2 separate regions of the Anas platyrhynchos genome follow, and region 2 is linked to region 1. A link is a contact called in public Hi-C data. All regions are on one chromosome and are shown on one strand. Each heading gives the region's core, a stretch centred on a gene start, on an enhancer-like site or on the middle of the called end of the contact. The rest is flanking DNA. Distances are from core to core; before and after follow the strand shown.

Region 1 (6,757 bases), core at 1,850-4,349:
GAATGACACTTTCAGAAAATAAGAAAATAGATTATATTTTATAATATCTGGTGTTTCAGGCCTTTTTTCTCTTCACACTGTTTCCTTTGGTGTTGGTTAACTTAACTAGATTTCTAGAAAGTTAGGAACGTGTTTCCGGGAAGTGCTCAAGGAAAACTGATAATAGTAAGTTCAAGCATAACCAACAGCTATTTGAAATATTCCTCACTAATCACTGTTAAGTTGCCATTCTTAGGCCTGTGGATATTGATTCTTCAGAGACAGATTATAGAAATGGATTGGCTGTCAGCCGTTTGTGACCCTTTCCATTATTCAGAATAAAGAAAAGGAAAAAGACAATCAAGCTGAAGTCTTTTGGGATGAAAGGACAAGAGAAGACACTACAGCTGAAGTCTTTGGGGAGTACAAGGTTACTGTTATGGTCTTGCTGTAATTGGCCACAGTTGAGAAATGCCATGTGTAAACATCACAATCCATAAGTTTACATTAGCAGCCATGTTTTCTTATCCTGGATCTAAGTTCGACAGACGTTGCAGGGTCTGGGCTGATACATTGCTAACTAGACTGTGGTCTGTGAAATTGAGATGGCCTTAGTTCAGTTACAAATCCCAAGTGAAGGGGCGATTTGATGGTGTGGAATGGAGGGTAGCAAACCTGTGGCCTCTTGGGCAGAAGTGTTTGTGCTGGTGTGTTACCTTACTGGTACTTGCTTCCAGTGCTCATAAGCCTTACTTTTTTTTTTTTTTTTTTTTTTTTTTTTTTATCAGCTTGCTTTTATACTTTCCCACTTATTGAGATGCCTTTCTGAAAACCACTACATTCAAACAGAGTAAGTTACAAGAATATTTGTAATTATTCCCTCAGAGCCATTGCACAGCAAGGGCAATAACAGCTATTTCTATTAATACGGGGGAGTTTCCCCAAGGCAGCTATTCATACCTCCGCACAAATGTTTTTAGAAAGTCCTGCACAGTCCCTTTTTATATTGCAGTAAAAGTTTGTGGTTTAAACCTCTTAGAGGATGCTTATATATAACTAGACTGAAAATCCCCTTATGTGAATGCTGTTAGTGGCCAGACAGGTTCTTCGTATTTTTATTGTAAGGTTGGAGAACTACAATGAGGTGCTATTTGGCAAAGATGCTTGTTAAGAAAAAGGTTTATAACGTGCTATGTAATCCATTCAGAAGCAATGCTTCCCTAAATGTCTTCTCTAGATCTAGGAGTAAGTCTGTTTAAACAGCTTATTCAGTCTCATGCTACACAAGTATGATTACTTAAGTCGAATTCATGAGCTGTTGAACCTAGGTACTACTTTGTTTCAGTGCATAATCAAGGAATGAACTGCTTGTTCTAGATTAGCCCAACTGAGTTTTGTCTGATAGACCAAAGATAATCCTTGGGAGTAAAGTTTTGATTATTTTGTGAACTGACTCCACAAGAGATAAAACTGGTACTAATCCTAGTTCTTTTAATGATTGTTACAAAATGTTCCTTTGATTTCAGCAAATGTGAACTGAGTATTTTTCTCAATGCAGAGGATACACATTGCCATATATGTAGGATAGGCTTTTTTGGTGGTAAAGGTAAGGAGGTCAAGAAGACTCATCTGAGGAACATCAGTCAAGACCAGGACAGTAGAAACTTGTGTTCTAGTTGCAGCTTTGCTCCTGACAGTGAGTGATCTTGGTGAAATGCTTCAACTCTTGTCCCTTTCCTGTCTTTTAGATGGCTTGTATATGTTGGCCTTGTCTCGAAGATTAAAATGTGTGAAAAGGTTGTAAGAAAAATCTGCAAACTAAGTGGAAAAAAAAAAACAAACCCTAAATATGTTTTAGTTTCTACCTACCTAATCTCCATTTGCTTAATGTTTGTTCTCTCTTCTTATCCCCTCTCACTTCAGTCTAACGTACTAGCAGAGGGGGCAAGCTGAGCTGAAGCCTAGGGATTGCCCATTGCATTGCTACACCTTTCCTCTGAAGAACGAAAGTTGTCCTGAGGTTTATGCAGTTAATCTCCTGGGCCTATGCATCAGTCTGCTCTCTAAAGTAAAAGTTGGGTGAACTTGCAAAGATTTCAGGAGCAGGATCACTGGGTCTGTTAGGGTCAGCAAAAATAATCTGAGCCAAAAATGAAGTCCAGTTCAGTTGCATTACACTCTTGATCTTGGCTACACTTGCTTCCTTGGGCTGTATCTAGTTTCCTTGCGTCCTGTCTCCTTGTGAGAGGTGAATGGCAGGCGCGGTTTGGATAGTGTTGCCAGATCTAATTCCAGATTATCTGAGCAATTTTGTATGTTATAGAAACGTGGGCCAGAGGAACTAAAGGAATGGTAGCATTCCATGTGCCAATGGCAATCGTTTAGTTGTTAAAAGTGGATGTATCTGTACTCTTGTCTCTGTGCCTTCTTGAGGAACAAGAAGGCTGCCCAAACTACTGTAGGGCTGCCTATCAGCAAGTAGTAGGTGTCTGAAAATATCTTTTTCACGGAATACTTAAAAATAACAATTGCTGTTCATTTATTTATTTATTTATTTTTCAGTTATTGGAATGTATTCGCTACGTTTATCCAAAGATGATTGCTACTGGGCTTTGAATCAACATAAAACTACAAACCGTTTTATTTTGCTGAAAATGGCATTTTCTTAAGTTTCTACACCTGTTAAAATTAAGGTAGCTTAATTAGCCTTTTGATACTAGATTTTACTCTAGGATTGCTCAGTTTGCATGGATGTGTGGGGGGTTATTTGGATTATTTGCAACAGTAAGACGTGAGGTTTTTGAGTCTATTCCATTTTTAATTTTTATATAAGCCCCTCAAAAACCCATAGCAGCGAACTCCCATCTCATGTTTTCCACTCAGAATATTCCTAGCATTGTATATTCTCCATTATAAGCTGTTTATTGTGAGATCAGGCACAATCTTTACTCTTTGCAAGGTACGTAATTAGCATATCAGAATGCTAACACTGTAAAACATTGCACAGTGATAGAAAGAGCAGTAGGAAAATTTATATAGATTTTCACTTAATATGCCTCACTAGAGGTCTTGGCAGCTTCTGTTAGCCTTTCATAGCAACAGCAGTGAGAGAGCATTTGGCTCTAGCAGTGATATGATCTCACTACGTAGGACGGAAATATGGAGTGAAGAGACAAAACACCCTGTACTAATTTTAGGTTCCATTTCAATCTTACATGTCTTTAAATTCATCTTCGCAGTGTCCTAGATTGGGTTGAATCTCTTCAATACTATCTCATTTGAACAGATCCCCTGTGAACAGCACAGCTTCTTGGTGCTTCTTTGTTTCCTGTTTGGTAGTGGAACGCTTTTATATTTACTTCGGTACTTTCCTCTTGCTGTCTTTTTGCATCAGTATCAGCCAGAGCAGAGTATTGCCTAGACCTTGCATGTTCAAGCTGCCAATGTCTAGATGGTTTGCATGGGTCCCTCTCTAGTGTTTTAATCCTTTTTTTTTTTTTTTTTTTGTTATTTTAAATTAGGAATTCACAAATTGTACACTCTTAAAATGCTATTGATTTAAATTAATAATTCAGTCATATCCTTTTTTATCTCAAGTCACTTCCAGATGATCCACATGAAGCATTTTTTCTGTAGCATATTTTGTTTTAGTAGTGGGTTGAAATTCTGGGTCACCTTTTTACCAGAGCCGTACCCAAAGCTGATCTAGCACCTCTGTGCTGCCCTGGTAGCTCCAAGCTGACTGATTTCCCTAGCTGGTGACTCTGGGGACTCTGCAGCTGATGCTTGCTCTGCATAGCTGTCTTTCCCCATGAACAGTAAGCTGCAGCTGCTCATAGAGCAGCCTGACAGGACCAGCTACCAAACCTAAAACTAGGGTAGCTTTGTGGCTGCTCGGATGCTCACCCAAGACTTGTGCTTCTCATAGTCTGTCTGAAGCCTAAATATATTAGAAGCCCTGTTTTAAAAAAAAAGGAAGCCGTGTGTGTAGCTTTGTGTGTGTGCGAATAGGGACAACCATAAATTTTTCACTGCAGCAATCCACAGGTGGTTTGGATTACTTGTGTATAATCTGAGCTGTTAGAGTTATACAAGAAATATCTCCCTCTCATTCTCTACAGCATAAGCCAAACATAAAAGGTAGATTTTCAGAAAGACTTGGGATGTTAGGCACATAAATCCCATCGAATTTTAAGGGAATTTAGGGTATTATTTGGTCTCTCTTGAAAAATTAATTCTAAGTCTGTGCAGGATTAGAGGAAACTCCCACTGTGAACAAAATTTTTCTCAATAATGCACACCTTTTCCTGAAACTCCTAGCCACTGTTACAGTGTTCAAAATATCACTTCATGCCTGAGGAGTCTGGCAGGAATCTTTTAAAGTTCCCCTCACTTCAGTAGGCTGCACACTGGTCTAATTTACAACAGCAATTCCTAATGCCCCATGAAACTGGACTTGCCTTTCATTTAATAGAATGAGAATTTATATAACTGTATTAACATTTCCTTGAGGCAAAGAATATATTAGATAAAGGCTACAGCAGTGGGTTTGCCCCTGTTTTTAAAAACCATAAATCGGCTGTTGTCTGGTATTGTTTTAATTGATATGCTATAAAATGCATGGTTTTCTTAAAAAGTTAACATCTTCCCTGTTTGTGACAACATTTCAGACTTTCAAAATCCTGGGAGTTACAATAGTGATCTTAAGCAATATTGCCAATATTTCTTCATCCTGGGGCTCTGTTACCCCACTCAAAGAGCTATCAGATGTTGTGCCCTGCAAAGCCTGCCTTTGGGCCTCTGAGGCTGTGGATGGTCTCCTGTGCTGTTTCCTTGGGAGATAGGGCAGTTTGCAGGTAGAGTTACGTGCTGTAAAAGTCAGTTGCCAGCTATCTTTCGGCTGCAGGAACCTGTTCCAGATATTTCTTTGGTTTTCTTTGGCTGTCAGCTGCCTGCTCTCAGCCTGCAGCTCTGTCTTCATTCCCTTCAGCGCTGGGCTTGCTGCGTTCCCGTCTCTGAGAGGAAGAATCTCCTGGTGCTATTTGGCTTCCAAACTATTTACACTGAAACATCCTTGTAGAAATGGAAAGAAGCAAAGGTCACGTTAACAGCCCCGTGTTAAAGGTCAGCAATACCATGGTAACATTAGAAATCCATCCAGCTGCCTGCAGACAAGTTGAACCCCTTCTGAATAGGAAATAACCCAAATAAACAGGGAGGTAGATAAAAAGCAGCATCTTAGCCCTGAGCCACGTGTCAAGTGGAAACCTAACTTTCGAGAGCTTGTGGGGTATTTCCTATGTCTAACTTTGAACTCTGTTGCTCAAAATACAAAACCGTAGCAAATAGTCAGAGAAATAACTGCCTTGTAAATGCTCTGCCTCTCAACCTGAGGCTTTTTTTTTTTTTTTTTTTTTTTTTTTTTTTTTTTTACTGCAAGCATGTAGTGCAGCCAAGTGTTGTTTAGTATCCTTCCTGTGCCTTAAAGTGTGATTTTTATGGGTGACGTTATGTTTATGGGTCTTTGTTCATCTTCAGCCTCATGTACCCCACTGCTGCTTCCTCTGAGGCTTTGCCGCCACACCGCAGGGTGTTAATTTCCTGTTTTGAGTCTGTCACAGACAAATTCAGGGCCTCGATTAAAACACAACACACACAGATACATGCTGCTGACAAAGGCACTAATAAAACTCTAAAGTTTAAAGGTGGCCCTGGTGTTTCCTCACTGAGCAGCATGGGGACCTTTCACCTCTCGGAGACACGCTGTTTGCAAAGGTTTCTTTTCTTTTTAATTAGGGCTTGCCTGAATGAGTTTTTTTGCAAGCTGCTCTAGCATTTGGTGTGTTGGGTTTATGGATGTATTGACTATGTAACATGCACACAGCTCGCTTGAGCTTTGGGAAAAAGAATACAAGTCAGCCTCATGAAAGTTACAGGAACTGAAAGGAAGAAAAAAGCTTAAACAGAAAATGTGTTGGTTATAGTGATGGGCCTAGTATGTATGGTCTCTGCAAGGCATGCACATGGGCATCTGTATTGCCTGACCTTCTCTCTTCATTGAGCAGACAGGGATATCTGTGGGGGTTTTAAGCCAGCTTTTCCTTGCTTTTGTAAAAATCCATCCTTCTGTGCTTACATCTAGCAGTGGAAGACTTGCAAAAACCATCCCTAGGCACAAATTTGTACAGCTCTTTTTTCCCCTTGTTCATGTAGTGCAATTTTAAGTGTCTTAGCTCGCTTATTTTGAGACTAGCCTGTATGGTCACAGATCAAACAAGCAAAAAAGAGTTTCCTGTTATTACGTATGTTTTTTTTTCTCCTTTTCAATTTGTTGTAGTGTTTCTTGTGCTTGTAAAAGCCTTTGCTCCTTTAATGTATGCATGTTTGCAAGTGTTGCATTTCTTCTTCACTTGCATTTCTTCTAATGGAGGCCTTCCTATTCTCGTGCAGTGTTGGGATCTTTTTTCTTTCTTTCCAGTAAATTTCTCTTCCTTTTTTTTTTTTTTTTTTTTTGTCCTAAAGAATGTTAATGCTAACGATGTTTTCAAACCTGACATTTCTTAACTAGTCATTCTGATCAGTTACTACTAGTTTGCATGTCTGCTAGAGCAACTCAGAAAGGCAAATACCTCCCCATAGTAACCTCATAATCAAGAGGGAAACTCGAGTTTCTGATCTTTCTGAAGAGGGGTCTCTTGCAGTATAGCTAATTAAAATTTAACTATAACTGGGCTAATTATATCTGGAGAGCAAACTTTGCAGCCTGATTTCTTGCAGT
Region 2 (6,757 bases), core at 2,878-5,377, 340 kb after region 1:
AGTTGGCCAGTCTTCACTGGGACTCATAAGTGCTGTGACCTCTGGTCCCTATTCTCTCCAACATCCCCAGTACCTTCCCAGCAGAAGAGTGAGTTCCCCTCCCTCCGGGAATTTCTTTCCTTCTTATTGATAGCTCACATCACAGCTTTGCAAACCAAGGGCTGGAATAACTGCTGCCTGCCACACACCTATGCTGTGCAATAAGACAGACAATCCAGTACGAGGTCTGTCAGCTCAAGTAACTGAACTTTTGAAAAAAAAAGTGAGAATTTTGTCTCTGCTGGAGTTTGCGTACAGCTTACTTAAGCAGTTAAAAACACAGTATCTAATGCAATTTAGCTGAACTGCAGCTAATATATCCCACTGCCTCTCTGCCCACTGCTAATAGCAGAGCTGTTTCTCCTTAGCTGGCCTAGTTTGAAAGCATCCAAGGTTACAAGTCTTTTGGTTTTCCCCCATAGCAGCAGATTTACATGTATCTTGCCAGAGACCACCTGAATCCTCCTAGCCCCTCCAACACACTATGTTCTCCTTCCACTTTCAGGGTTGGCCTTACAGGAGGTGCTGGCATGTGCCCTTATCTGGAATTTCACACCTGCAGGGCTTCCTCAGCCCCAACTGCACAGCTCCCTGTGTGTGACGTGGGCTTCTCCCTCTGCGGTCTTGTTGCTCCGGAAGCTGTGGGCAACAGTAAGCTCGGTACACTCTGCTCCTGCCAAAAAGCAAGCAGCAAGTGAGGAGACAGACTAACCCTTCACAGAGCGCCAAAGCCTCCCGGCACAGCTCTGTGTAAAGGGAGTGCAGAGGTTGCGGCCATTCTGTTTTGTTTCAAACTAAACTGCATGGTCCATCCATACCCATTTCAGTTTTTGGTCTCATCTCAGGAAAACAGGGGAAATTAAGCTATATGAGTAGAAGGTGGTTTTTAATCACAACCACTTTTTCCTTGGAGACCAAAAGCATATGTTTGAATTAATGGACTCTTTCCATTAATCACAAAAGGCCTAGGATAGCTGCAAGAGATGTTAGGTTTTCCTCATCGTGCATGAACTTCCTCCAACTCTCTTCAGCAGTTTCACATGGGGATGATGAAGCCATTTAGTCTAACAAAAGAACTGGCTTGAATCCTGGACCAGAATTCACATACACATTAATTTATGTTTCTGGCATTCAGATATGATTAACTCTTCTTCTGTTCATTTTAGACAGATTCCTCCTTTGAGAATGGCTGAAAAAAAATGCTTTAATGCTCAGTTCTAAGTCAGGCAAAATTTGAAACACATGCCTCTCTTCAGCATGTCCTACCGGAAAGCGTAAATGACTCTTTCCCCTGTACCTCGGTATTGTCAAACCTTATTCTGACATGTGTAGTTCTGTGTCTGCACTACAAACACTGGATTTAACTTTTTGGATTCTATCTTGTAGGAGACACCTAGGCACAAGGTGACAGGATGTTTTGCTCCTTGTGCAGATCTATTCTTTACCACAGAAATCTGTGGTAAATCAGACAAACTCTGCTGTGCCTGAAAGCCAAAAAAAAACCTTCACAACCCTGCACAGCTGGAGAAGAGATGATCACATGCTGCTACTCATTGCTCTGAGGATAATCAAGACTGAACTTCTCACAAAATATGTCTAATTGCATGAATATACCTATCTAATTTTCAAAATAAAGATGCCCCAGTCTCAGAAAGAGTAGTGTTCAGACAGCATTATTTTTTTGTAGCTACTAAGAGCTCAAGACAGCTCAGATGGACAAGGAAATTCATGTACCGGCCTTCATCTTTCCCACTCGTTCTGTCACATTCTAGCTGGATTGCCTTCCCACATGAATTATCACACTCAGGTCCCTGAGGGAAACTATTCCCTCTCTGAAAGTACTAAGATAACTAGTGTAAGTCTCAACATCTACTGAAGGAACAAGGAAGTCCCAGAGATGATGCACCTCACCCAGGGTAAAGGTATGAGAGGTAGGATTGTATTTGAGCTGGGCTGGCAAACTGACTGAACATGGGCTTCTTGAACTCTGCTCCCGTTAATAGCCAGCACAAAACACTAGTTTTTCCTTTTTTAAGCTACTTCTGTATGCTTCAGCAGTATGCCCCACAAAGTAGGGCTCACAGGCAAACGTGTTTCTAGAACATACAGTCATGTTATAGAAAGCATTGTTTTCTTCATTGCATGGTTTCCTGAGTTACTTTGCCCTGTGAAATCCAGCACAAACAAAAAGAACCTGGAACTTCAGAGTTTTTCCTGAGAGTTTGGGTGCCAGCTGTTACTTGTGTTCCTGTATGTATATCTACAGTGATATTCAAGATTACAGAGAGGATCAAAGCTATGACTCCACCAGTGGAAAACAGCTGACAGGGTACTGGGGCTGTTCCAATTCCTTTCTAAATAACACCACTCACCTCTTCTGAGACCTTTATTGATGTCCTGTGCCCTCCAAGACCAATTTGTTCCCACATCTCATATGCTGAAGATGTAGAAGCTCTAGAGAAGCCCCCCACACCTGCTCTGTACAGTGTCTGGGACTGCATGGCTCTATTACAATGCAAGTGCTAATTAACAGCCCAAGCAGGCTTTGTGCAATGGTTGCCAAGCCAAGTTCTCTGCCTTGTACTGAATTGTTTGCCCTGCTTAACGTTTTAAGTCTTTAAGTTCATCATTTACTGTAATGTAAAGTTATATCACAGAAATTTTGGAGTGACTCCCCTCCACAAGTTACTTTCAAACAATAACAAGCCATCACATACTTGTTCCTATGCTCTGAGGAGCTTTGAACTTTAATAAATTAATCCTATTTAAAAGTAACTTAATGCTGCCTTAACTACATCATTGCATGAAGTGTCAATTTGACATCCTCCGTTACATGCGTTCATTGCAACTTTCACATACTGGAAATTAAGAACATTTACACTTGCAACTGGTGTTAAATAAATGCCAATAGAACTCCTTGGAGATTAAGCAATTAGAATAGATTATGTAGCACAAGAAAATTTGTGAATAACACAGTGTTTTGTTATTAAATGACTACCTTCATGAAATAAGATTTTTTAAAAAACTTGCATGTTTAATACTGTAGTTAAGTTTTTAAAAGTGGTCTAGAAAAAAATACACATGTGTACACATGGGTTATTTGCATGGTTGGTGACAATACAGACTTTAATCCTTTTGTATCTTGTACTTCATTCAAGGTACATGAAAGCTTTAAATACATGTAGAATAGTATGCAAGCAATAGTCTAAGTGTAAATACTTAACACACTCAAGCTCCTTGCATGTGAGAGCATGTATCTTATTTATTTGAGTGCACCATGCACACACACACCTAAAGTAAACTGAAAATAACTACCATCATTTGCCCTGCAATGTGTATTGCCAGTACTCACCGAAATGATTGGTTATATACCAAAATTAAAGGAGTGGGCAGGCTGGGAAGAAATGGACAATTAATTTTATGTCTTGAAGTTCAAGGTTAAAGTGAGCTCAATTCACTAATGCTAAAACTTCATAAGCAGTGTAGAGAAAAAGGGGGCACATTACCTAGATAAAGTTGTGTGCCTAGAACATGGAATTCAACATAAACATATAAAAGGCAGGAGGAAAACAAACAAAAAAAAAAGTAGGTTTGGGAACAGAGTGCAGTTTGGAGTCACACCCTGAGTTCTAAAGTCAGCAGAAGTACAAAAACCCATGCTGACACCCACATGGGGGTCATCCCCCCCCCACAGCCTCCACCGTACCAAAACCAACCCCTGCTCACCGAGGTCACCACCAAAGCCACACACACTCCATACAAAGCAGCTCATTGTAACCAAAAGCTTCCTAGAGCTAGTTGGTGCTGGGATACAATGAAGGTGGTGTAAGACGTGAACTAGTTGAGGCGGCATTTATTTCACAGGAAAAGAGGGGATCTTATTTGTAAGGGAGCAGGATTTAAGTGTCAGGCATTTAAAAAAAAAATAAAAATAGGAACAACAACGACAAAAATCACAACGTAAAACAGCTGCGGGGAAGTTGTTTTTCCACTTGATGCAGCCTGTAGAGATTGTTTAAAAGGTACGCCTGTGGCTCTGAAGTCACCAGCTGCAAGAAATCCCAATCTCAGAGTGCCAGCGCCACCTTCCTGCCAAGGATTCAGTCGCAGGCTCTGAAAACGGAGGCGCACACCAAGGGCTGCTAGCGTTTGCTCAAGTCCAAAGCCGCACGGCTTTCTGGCTAGATAAGACACCGGTGTGCTCCGGGAGGCTGATGCTGATGGTCCCACTGCCCTGACCGCCTGTCCCCAGACTTCCCCAAGCGTCCCGCACTGCAGCGCCGGGAGGAGATGGTCAGATCTCCTCCTGTCACCGCAGCACGCTCATGATTCTGCTCCCCTCAGCGAGCAACCAGCAAAAAGCTCTTCCAAGGAAAAGAGTTTAAAACTCACAGGAAGACACTGGAAATTAAATTTAACCCAGCCTCCTTCTAGAAGCTGTATTTTTTTTTTTTTCCTTAATGTTAGAAGACAGCCTTTCTGCTGAGGAAAAAAAAAAAAAGTTTAATTGTTTTCTTGGGTGTAAAGACTTCTCTCAGTAATTTGCTAAGCCAGGGAAAAAAAAGTTTCTCCCATACAAGTACTTTTTCCAAAGGAAAACATTACTGCAGCAAGACTTTAAAAAACAAACAAGATGTTAGTGGGTGTTATAAAGATTACCTAAAAGTAACATTTAGGTCTAGTAAAATGTCATATTTCGGGGACTTAAATATTTATATTCCTCACCACTCAGAACCAGGAATTCAATGCACCTTTAAATCAGCAAGGGAAAGACTAAAACAGCCACCAGCTCCCTGGAAGAGAGGCTAAGTTCCTGGCTGATGAAACCTGCAAGCCACTAAGGAGCTCCACAGACAGGAGCCCAATAGGAAACCCATCTCTTCTTCCTGTGTTGAAAGGCCCACAGCTACAATTGGCAATATCGTCTGCGTGAAAGGAACCAGCAACACAAAAACTGCATCTCAAAGAATTTTGGAGTTATGAAGTGTGCCAGAATGGGTGTGCTTAAAGCTACAATGTACTGTTTAGGTATAGACATGGTGCAGAACTGACATCAGCAGAGGAACTGATTCTTTTTTACGGTCTCAAAGTGCAGTAAATATGACATGAAAAGACATATACTACTCCAGTCAAGTATATTCTGAGCTTCTCCAGTTTATTCCTCTAAAGCAACTGCCACCAAGGGCTTCTCTCGATGCTACCTACAACAGAAAAATAAATCTACCCCTCTGAACCATTTTAGGTGCTTGAATCATTTACTCCATATACCACAAGCATAATTTCACTTCAGTAACCAGATAGTACAAGTAATGGCCTACACATTTTTATGTCTCCTTTTCCTCAGTTTCTACCTCAGATGGATGTGGAAACAAAGTCCCACAGCAAATCATGACATATTTCTGTTCAAGTGTAACTTCAATACTAAAACATTCCAAAGCAATGAGTTTCTTCTTTAATACAGTTTTGTAGACAGCAGTGCATCAGATGATTCAGATAAAAAAAAAAAAAAAGGAAAGGCCCTTGAACATTTCAAGACTTGCTCTCCCCTGCAATCCTCAGGTTAGAAGTGGAATAGCAACTACTGCAAAAGGATGTGACCTTTTAATCGCATCCAGGAATCTGGCACTTGCCTGTCCTCACTACATGGATTAAAGACATGTGACGAGTGAGGAAGAGATGAAGTAGAATTAAAGGGCAGTACATGCCTAGGTTACCCATCTCTGTGAATATGCACAAAACCAGATTTATCAGAGCAAAGAAAGGAGTTTGGATTGTACTTCATAGCAGAGTAGACTGCATGTGGTATTAAAATCTCTCACCTATTTACCCATCCATACACTATGAATTTTAGCTACTTCATTGCTGAAGCTATTAGTGAGCTGTCTACCTTCTGATCTTGAAACACACTGAAATTAAAGCCAGATCACCAGCATTACAGATTTTTGTATGTAAAAATGTATAGACACACACACTTGCAATGAGTATTTAGATAAAGGGAAGAAAAAATGCAAATGAAGAAATAAAAAGACAAAGATAAAGGAACTTTGGATGGAGACAGAAAACACACAAATATAACAGCATGAGAATTTGTCAAATAATAATAATAAAGTATTTTAAACTTGCAAGTTTTGAAAATTTCAATTATTTACGCTCAAGTTCGAAATACTGTACTTCACATTGCTTGCCTTGATCTGAGGGGCATTCAGTCTGAATACATTTAGCTGCTTAAAAAGCAGCAGCAGCAGCTTGAGCTCTGAAGTGAGTGTGTACGTGTGTGCCCTCATGGGGGCTACTCAGCAACTGCATGCCCCATGAGCTCTGCTTGCACAGCACAGTCAAGGAGCAGTCACACCAGGATGGATGGCTGAAGTACATTCACACAGTATGAACTGGAATGTCACAGCCAGCACTCCTGAAGGAGCGGTAGGGTGCAGGGAAAAGGCGCTGACATGCCTTGCACCCAAATCCTGCTGTTTCTCCCTGCTTAGATCCCCAAATCACCCCTTCTATCACTTTGGGAAGCTCCTTCTCCCTACCCAGTGGATGGCTCCAATAGCTAAAGCTGAAGCCTCCTGCAACCCTACCCATTTCCTGTCAGGAGTGTTCCTACATACATATAAATGTATAATATGTATATATATATTTAATATCAATTACAGGGAAGACAGGGCAGTCTTTCAAATGTCAACATATTGTACAAACAGGAAGTGGCACTGCA

Evidence for each region. A called contact is a pair of places that touch in the nucleus more often than the background predicts.
Region 2: a Hi-C map of subcutaneous adipose tissue shows a contact between it and region 1, with 2.4 times the contacts expected there. The contact joins two enhancer-like sites. A contact is called at or near these places in 2 of 8 Hi-C or Micro-C datasets (skeletal muscle and subcutaneous adipose tissue).

The regions. Positions count from the first base shown.
Region 1 is chr3:41,272,807-41,279,563 of IASCAAS_PekinDuck_T2T, forward strand. No RefSeq gene overlaps it. Among named protein-coding and RNA genes, the nearest start is that of TRNAS-GCU, 77 kb to the left of the region's middle. Within about 2 kb of position 3,100, at least 1 of the 8 cell types and tissues checked has an H3K27ac peak or open chromatin away from gene starts, as enhancers often do. A contact at or near this core is called in subcutaneous adipose tissue, where this site is marked.
Region 2 is chr3:41,613,659-41,620,415 of IASCAAS_PekinDuck_T2T, forward strand. No RefSeq gene overlaps it. Among named protein-coding and RNA genes, the nearest start is that of TRNAM-CAU, 230 kb to the right of the region's middle. Within about 2 kb of position 4,128, at least 2 of the 8 cell types and tissues checked have an H3K27ac peak or open chromatin away from gene starts, as enhancers often do. A contact at or near this core is called in subcutaneous adipose tissue, where this site is marked.